Regions from separate parts of the Danio rerio genome. Here region 1 is linked to region 2. Evidence: chromatin contacts called from public Micro-C data. All regions are on one chromosome and are shown on one strand. The core of a region is the stretch at or near the end of the contact, and the rest is flanking DNA. Distances in the headings are between cores, read along the strand shown.

The links. Hi-C and Micro-C count contacts between places; a contact is called where the count stands out from the background.
Region 1: a contact with region 2 is called in a Micro-C map of caudal fin, with 18 times the contacts expected there. The contact joins two enhancer-like sites. A contact is called at or near these places in 6 of 18 Hi-C or Micro-C datasets (caudal fin, embryo, hematopoietic stem cells and 1 more) and 1 of 4 datasets of contacts at active chromatin or transcription factors (caudal fin).

The regions. Positions count from the first base shown.
Region 1 is chr23:16,257,495-16,261,418 of GRCz12tu, reverse strand. All of the region lies in intron 5 of slc2a4rg (SLC2A4 regulator), which reads right to left. Among named protein-coding and RNA genes, the nearest start is that of gss, 52 kb to the left of the region's middle. Within about 2 kb of position 1,843, at least 16 of the 62 cell types and tissues checked have an H3K27ac peak or open chromatin away from gene starts, as enhancers often do. A contact at or near this core is called in caudal fin, where this site is marked.
Region 2 is chr23:16,088,453-16,092,912 of GRCz12tu, reverse strand. The region is part of intron 5 of LOC100005368; the gene reads right to left. Among named protein-coding and RNA genes, the nearest start is that of slc2a4rg, 41 kb to the left of the region's middle. Within about 2 kb of position 1,297, at least 25 of the 62 cell types and tissues checked have an H3K27ac peak or open chromatin away from gene starts, as enhancers often do. A contact at or near this core is called in caudal fin, where this site is marked.

The DNA.
Region 1 (3,924 bases), core at 594-3,093, 170 kb before region 2:
TATGCTGAATAAGTTGGCGGTTCATTCTGCTGTGGTGAATCCTGATTAATAAAAGGACAAAGGTGAAAAGAAATAAATGAATGAATATCTTGATCTTGTTTATCCCTTTTGTGTCCTGCGTCCATTACAACAGACATTACATATCAGGGTATTTTTTGTTTAGATTTTTTTTTTGAGCATTTAATCTACTTTTAAGTCTGCTGTCCATGATATTGGATGTTTGTCAGCCAATCAAATGGCAGGAGGCTCTGTTTGTTGTAATCTTAATAAAAAATATTCACAATGCTAAAGACAAGCATGGCAGCACTTGGTTCTGAATATAAAAGTAAGCAACGTTTTCAATGCTTTTATTCACATTTATTGAAATATTTGTCAATATTTGATAGATTGCATAGTAGAATAAGGATAGCTTTTACTAATTAAAGTTACAAATAGATTGTAGAGTTGCAAACTTTAAATAAAATAAGGAATTAAAAAAAATATTTTTGTCTTCTATATAATAATAAGCAGGCTATAAAACAAAAACCTCAAATTAAAATTAAAAGTTGTCATTTTTAAGTTTGTGACATTCAAAAGAAACATTATGTAAAGACAACTGTTTTGATATGATGTTCATCGAAATAGACAAAAAATATTAAAGAATGTTGACATTTTTATTATTTTTATTCAGTCTTGTTGATGGAAGCCTTCCTCTTAAACTTGGATCATAATTCTGGTCTGACGGGGTTCATTATTTATCCAATGAAGACATTTTCCATTTGATTTGAAAGCTGGTATTTAAAATTCTAATGGCAGTCGGACATTTGATACACATTTTTTTTTCCTTTTGATTGTAAAAGCTGAAATTTTATGAATGAATGAATTCAGCAAGTCTGCTGTCCATGATATTGGATGATTGTCAGCCAATCAAATGGCAGTAAAGCTCTATCTGTTATATCCACAATGCTGAAGACAAGCATGGCAGCGCTTGGTTCAAAACACAGAATTAAGGAACATTTTCAATGGTTTTATTCACATTTATTGATATATTTGACAATATTTGAAAGATTGAAGAAAAAAGGATTACATTTACTAATTAAAATTACAAATCAACTGTCTTTTTAAAGTCTGCTATTATATAATAATAAGCAGGCTATAAAACAAAAACCTCTAAATTAAAAGTCATTTTGACATGATGTTCACTGAAATAGACAAAAAACAGTTTAAAGAATGCTGACATGTTTATTATTTTCATTTAGTCTCATTGATGGAAGCCTTTCTCTGAAACTTAGATCATAATTCAGGTCTAAAGGGGTTAATTATTTATAGAATTTTCCATTTGATTCTTTATTATTTGTACCTGAATACTGTTAGACACCCCCCAAAAAAACAAAATGCTCTGTTTATTTCATTTTCTATCTTTGCTCTATTATATTCATCTATGCATATCAGGTGTTTATTATGATTTATTCAAATGTACTCTCCTACAAAATCACCTAAATGAATGTTTAAAAAAATGAATTCTTCCCAACTATTCAAATCATCTGATGAAGCTATTCGAGTCATCTGATGAAATTGTATTCGTATCTATCTATCTATCTATCTATCTATCTATCTATCTATCTATCTATCTATCTATCTATCTATCTATCTATCTATCTATCTATCTATCTATCTATCTATCTATCTATCTATCTATCTATCTATCTATCTATCTATCTATCTATCTATCTATCTATCTATCTATCTATCTATCTATCTATCTATCGCAGAAAAACTAAATATTGTAAAGTTTTCCCCCCAAACCGTGCAGCTCTTGTTATATGTACCCGCCAGCAGGTGGCAGCAGTGCCAACATCTTTACCGGCGGCTCTGACTGTAAACATGGGATGGTAGGTAGCAACATGAGGCTATAAAAACACTCTTACTACCGACATCAGAATGTGTTTCCCTCTGTAGCTCCTGTTATGGTGCTCTGAAAGAGTAGCTTACCCTGAGCTGTCCCATGACAGACAGTCCAAATGGCTCTAAATCATCTTCACAACAGAGTTTAGCGGGTTATATGATGCTTGATGATGATTGCCATTTTTCTTCAGGAGTCATTTTCTTAACTGGTGTTCATAAAAGTCAGTTCTCCAAAAAATGAAAACTCATGTTCAGGCCATCCCAAATATAGGCCACTTTTTTCTTCAGTAGAACATTAGAGCTTGTTGTCATTGGGGATTTTTAAAATGCAAGTTTAAATACAGCTACTTTGATATTCAAGAAGAAATGCTGAATTTAATTGAAAGTATAGTTCACCCAGAAATCTGAATTCTGATTCTTCAATACAAAAAAATACTTTGAAGAAAACATTGAATTTCAAGGTTTCTGTTATATCTATATCAACGGTTAAAGTTTTCTAATTTTTTTTCTTCTTCTTTAAAATGTTGTTTTGTGTTTAACAGAAGAAAGAAACTCATAAAGGTTTAACACTGAAACTACCAAAATTCTATAACTACTAGAGTTACCATAACAGTCATTCTGGCAGTTTTCATATAAGACGTCATATTGTCACGTCATATTTACATTCAAAACTTCTATTAAAATATAAAAATCAGGCTTTGAATGTCTGTCATCATATTTAATGAAGTCATTACCCTAAACATATCGTCACTTTGGAATTATAAGGTTCTATCTGCGTTCTGAATGATTTTGAGATATTGAGCTTCAAAGGTTTTGCATTCCATATAGCAAACAATATGTGTGTAACAGTTCTCTTTCATACATTACCATGACAGAGACCCAAAGGGTTCTCTGAATGTAAATAATCAAAGTTCTCTTACATTTGCAAATTAGAGTAAAAAAACCACGGTAAATGCAGATAGAACCTGCTAATTCTGAAAAGTCATTTTCCATTTGGAGTTATAAGGTTCTATCTGGCAGATCATTTATTGAAGCATTACTTTTCAAGAAATACAATCAAAAAATATATAAGTTGGTGTTGTAACAATATGTTGATGCTTGAGAAAGTTACATTTTTGCTTTCTACAACATTTATTTCATGTTTTAGGATGAATATTTTTTTCTTGTTCCAATTAAGCATGCAATGCTGTGCTAAATATTTTTTCCAGTGCAGATGTTAATTTTATCAAATTAATATGTTAATATTTATAAAATTGTATGCTCTATATGAATTATTGAATTATATTCATTGAATTATATGCCCCATTAATTAAATAAAGTATTTGCTTTTCAAGGCTTAATATTAAATTTAAAGACTTTAAAAGAAACAGACGATGACCAAATGAGTCCAAATGTGTTGCCTATTCACTGACTATATGTAAACAAACAAATATATTTCACATTTAATATCTACATTTTTTAATATTCATCTCTTTTTCAACAATGTAAAATGTAATATTTCATCTCAATGTCGGCAATGCGGTGCATGGCGCAGTGGGTAGCATGATCGCCTCACAGCAAGAAGGTTGCTGGTTCGAGCCTCAGCTGGTTTACTTGGCGCTTCTGTGTGGAGTTTGCATGTTCTCTCTGTGTTGGTGTGTGTTTCCTCCGGGTGCTCTGGTTTCTCCAACAAGTCCAAAGACATGCGGTATAGGTGAATTGGCTAAGCTAAAATTGGCCATAGTGTATGTGTGTGATTAAGTGTGTATGGGTGTTTTCCAGTGATGGTTTGCAGCTGGAAGGGCATCCGCTGTGTAAAACATATGCTGGATAAGTTGGTGGTTCATTCCGCTGTGGTGACCCCAGATTAAAAAATGGACTAAGTCGAAAAGAAAATGAATGAATGAATGAATCTCAATGTAAAGGAAATGCTTCTTAATCGTCACATTTACACACATCTCCATTTTGTGTGGTTCGCAGGGCCAGATTAACCAATGGGCCTTATGGGCACAGGCCCAAGGGCCCGTGCGCACTAGGGGCCCCTGCGAGGGGGGAGAAAAA
Region 2 (4,460 bases), core at 48-2,547:
TCGCTTTACCCATTCTTTGAACAGACTATTAACAGGCGTAAAGTTAACGTGATACTTTCATTATCACACAGTATGTTTTTCACCTGCTTTCTTTTGCTTACTGTTATTTTTGTTAATATGGTTTAATTATATTTTTTACAATAAGATTGCAATAAGATAATAGGAGATTAACTCCCTATTTAGTTAAGTGGTGGTGATCTGAGACCTTTAGCCAGGACATAGACTGTGCATTGTTTTAGATACATGACAATAATTATTTTTAAAATGTCAATTTTTTATTTATTTTGTTCAATAAAAAGTGTAGTATACAGCTATAATTTGCTTGTTTTGACACCAAAACAAGGAAAAAATTTATGGCTAAGAAAAAATTATTTATTTTTGCTGTGGTGGTAATTTATCTGTGGAGATAAATTTGGTAGATCCTTAATTTTGAGCCCTGAAAAGTCATGTGAGATAAAAACTAACTGCTGTGCAACACTATGAAACCACAACCCATTTGCTCATGCACATTGAACACGCTCATACACAACACACAAAAAAGTGAAATGCATGCGGACAAAACACAAAATCTAAATCAAGTCATGTTAGCATGTCAAAGCCAAATTTATGCATTAAAAATATATTTCCCCGCAACAATAAAACTGTGTCTAGTGAAAATGGTGAGTGGCTGAGAGGGGTCTGGATGCAGACCTGGTGCAGTGCAATCTGAGCAGCATCCAATGCTTTTTAATGGGCTCACCTAACCCCACCCCTAACCCTACTCCTCACAGGGACGTCACTCCATTTGCATTGTGTCTGACATTTCATCGCTGAGTGATGCAATCTCACCTTGCATCATACAGGCTGCATCCAGATACTATTGGAGAGGCTAGTAATGATGGAAATCTACTAGTATGTTTTTAAAAAGGTATAATAAATAAGTGTTAGTATTGTATTTGAATAGTTATTCAACAAGTCTACAAACAGCATGAAAATAGATACTAATATATTGTGTAAACTAAATGTGAAAATGGCTTGCCACAGCGGCACACAACATAAACAGATATCAGCTGACAGGCGGACATGAATATGGGTGAAATGCTAACAAAGATACACTCAAGTATCTGCTAAAACAACTGATGCTACAAAGTAAAGTTACTTGATTATTGATTTGGTTTTATAAATAAGAAAAATGACTGGCACATTCAAATAAGATTCAACATGTAGAAATGTGAATCATTTACCACGGTAAACCATCATCCTGTCCAGGCAATGCATTAGATGTCGCTTCAGCAGGGCGAGTCTGAATATTTCTATATGAAACAGCACACTCTAGTGGTTAAAACATCCAACTGCACTGCTAACTGTACTCAAACTCTCACTATTTACATCCGTGCAAATGGCAGACAACTCCACTACAGGCGCTGGGAAATTGAATACACGACCTTGGTTTTGCAAAATTCATGCTCTGCTATTCATCAAGGCCACATTTCTGAAGAAAACTGAAGTGTTGCAGAGCATGCCATGATGATGCTAGAATGTTTTAAGATGCAGGTGTTGAGTTACTTTATTATGTGGTTGCTAGGGCACTGACAAGCATTTGCTAAGGTGTTTTGAGGGTATCTAGTGCTTTATTATATGGGTGTTAGGGTATGTTGGGTGCTTTCTGTGGTGTTGCTGTGCATTTACTTTGTCTGAGGTTTAAGTTGGGTTATTGCTAGCGAGTTGCTGTGCAGTTTCTGAAAGTTAGGTAAATATTAATTAATTAATGGGTTATTCTGGGTGGTTGTAAGGGTGTAGTTATGCAGTTACTGTAGTTTAGGTAAGTAGCTTTGGGTGTTCTGTGTACTTTCTAGGATGTTTCTGTGGCACTGCTGCTTATCTGTTAAGTTGTTTTGAGAGTTACTGTTATTGCTGGGATGTTCTAGGTGGTTGTTAGGGTGTTTCTGTTAATGTAGTTTATATCAAGGATTTCTTTTCAACCCGAGACCCCCAACGTGACTTGCGACCTCCAACACCTATAGTTATAAATACAGAAACCCTGAAAGCAATGGTGCACACACACCAATAGACCCAAGTCTATTATTCGTTTAATTTTTTTATATATATAAGTGCTGTAAATGGGCCAGAAATGTTAACCTGGTGTTATAAAATCAATCTGCTACATCTGATGCTATTGCTGTGTCTTTAATATAATGTGATTACCCCAGGGGTCGCAATACAATAGATCTAGTACCTATAAGCTACTATAGTTTATAGTAACTATAAACAACTATCTTTTCTCTTCAGTTGGTTAAGGATAAAATATGGTAATTCTTATGGTTTAATAAAAATAAGTCAATTTTTGGAAATCACCAGGCGACCCCCCTTCATTGTTCTGCAACCCCTCGAGGGGTCACGACCCCCACTTTGAAAACAACTGGTTTATATAATGTGTATGATGTGTATTGTGTATGATGCGTAATGCCATTAATAAGCTGTAATAAAATTTGTAATGACTGAGTGTTTTTAAAACTTATTTTAAGCAATCTGAAGGTAATGCAATCTTTACTGGAGCTGGAAATATATCTCCTTTGATCCATATATGTACACATAAATATGTAAACTGTCTATACAATCACTTTTTAGTAAGACATGTCACACTCTTTTTGTTTTTTAACATATGTTTAGACAGCCAAGTAAAATAAAATCTAATTCATACATTTAATCTGGAGTTTTCTCCTTCAAAAACGTCCTGCCGTTATCAGAGCACAATGAATCTTGGGATGTCCGAGACCACGAAGGATCCACCGGTTGTATCCTTCATTACATGGGAAATGAAGAATGACTTTTCAGGCTGTGTTTAAAGGAGCCTTCTAATTTTTTTAAATGAGACAGCCTTCGTCTTGCCGTGATTACGCAGCGCACTTCGAATGCATCCTTCGGAGGATGAGGCCAGCCTCTGAAATGAGACACAGCTAAAGTTTTTTTGAAGTTAAAAAAAACATTATGTGGTTGCTTGGTGGCTCTAAGACTTTTATTTTGTAACTTTGTGGTTGCTGAGCTGTTCTGATTGATTGCTACAATGTCCCCATGCAGTTGCTTCTGAATAAGTTATTTTGTGGTTGCTGTGGTAATCATGGGTGATCACTAGGGCACTGCTGTGTGGTTTTTTAAATTGATTTGAAAGTTGAGTTAATAAAGTTGAGGATCTATGATGTCAATTTTTATGCAAGAAGTTAGAAGTGAGTTAGCATTTTAGCAGTTCCGATTCCCTCGTTCCAAAATCAATGGGTTATTTGAATGGGATTTTGTGTAAATTGATTAAAATGGGTTTGTGGGTACCACAAACTCAAGATGCTTTCACATTTTATTTTATGACATAAAACACATCCGTTACACACCACTGATTTTCTAAATTGGTTACCCTTCTTTTAAAAGGAGGTAGCTAACAAGCTATTGCTAAATGGGACTACAGGCGATGTTGGAGAGATAATACAGCATCGAGCTGAACTGTCTGGAACGCAGCCCGCTTTAAATTTACAGCTTGCCTTGGACATTTGCATTTGTTTGTTATTTGGTTAAGTAAATATATAAAATATATATAAATATTATATATAAATATTTTATAGTTATATTTTTCTAATTGAGCATTCATATTGTGTGTAGCATTTACTTGAATTGATTTGAAGTTGTAGAGACCGTAGTGACAGATTCAGCTCTTGATCATTTATTTTAATAAAGCTATTTTATGAAGATATTGCTTACCACAGTGCAGCCTGTCTCTTTTCCGTTTTCAGTAATGCAAATGTGTGAAGCCCAGTCAGTGTAGTCTGTTTGTAGCCTAATGTTAGCTTTTCAGTTTTTCCATTTGCATTTAGGACCCAAAAGTGACAAAAGTTCTCTTTTCACGTAAGGATTGTCTGGTTAGACAAAAAGTGTAACAAACTGTGTTTGAATACAGAGCTTATTATTTGCAATCTTTGAAAAGCCTATGGGAATGCTAGCAGCCAATTGGCCTACAAGGTGACATCAAAGTTTCTCCACTCTATTACTACATACAGTGCTCAGCATAATTGAGTTCACCCTATTTTGAAAACGAATATTTTTATCCATTTCTCAGTTAATATTGGCAACGTATTTTGGTGCATTTAAACAAAACAGCACGGTACTTTTTGTGTTCTAGGTGCTTGCTGTTGTTGTTGCTATGCAGTTACTGTAGTTTAGGTAATGTGTGCTCTGAATATTTTCTAGGGAGTTGTTTAGGGGGTTACTAGTGTGTTCCTATGCAGTTACTAAAGTGTTTTGAGGTTAAATGAGTTACGTGTTTGCTTGGTGGTTTAAGGTTTTAATGTTATTTTGTGGGCGACAAGGTGGCCAATGTTGACAAATTAGCAACTTTGTCGCTAGATTTAGCAACTTTTCAGATCCCCCCTAACAACAAATTAAAAAAAAACAACTAGCAACAAATCTAGTGACTTTTTTTGTGTGTTACTGTAGAT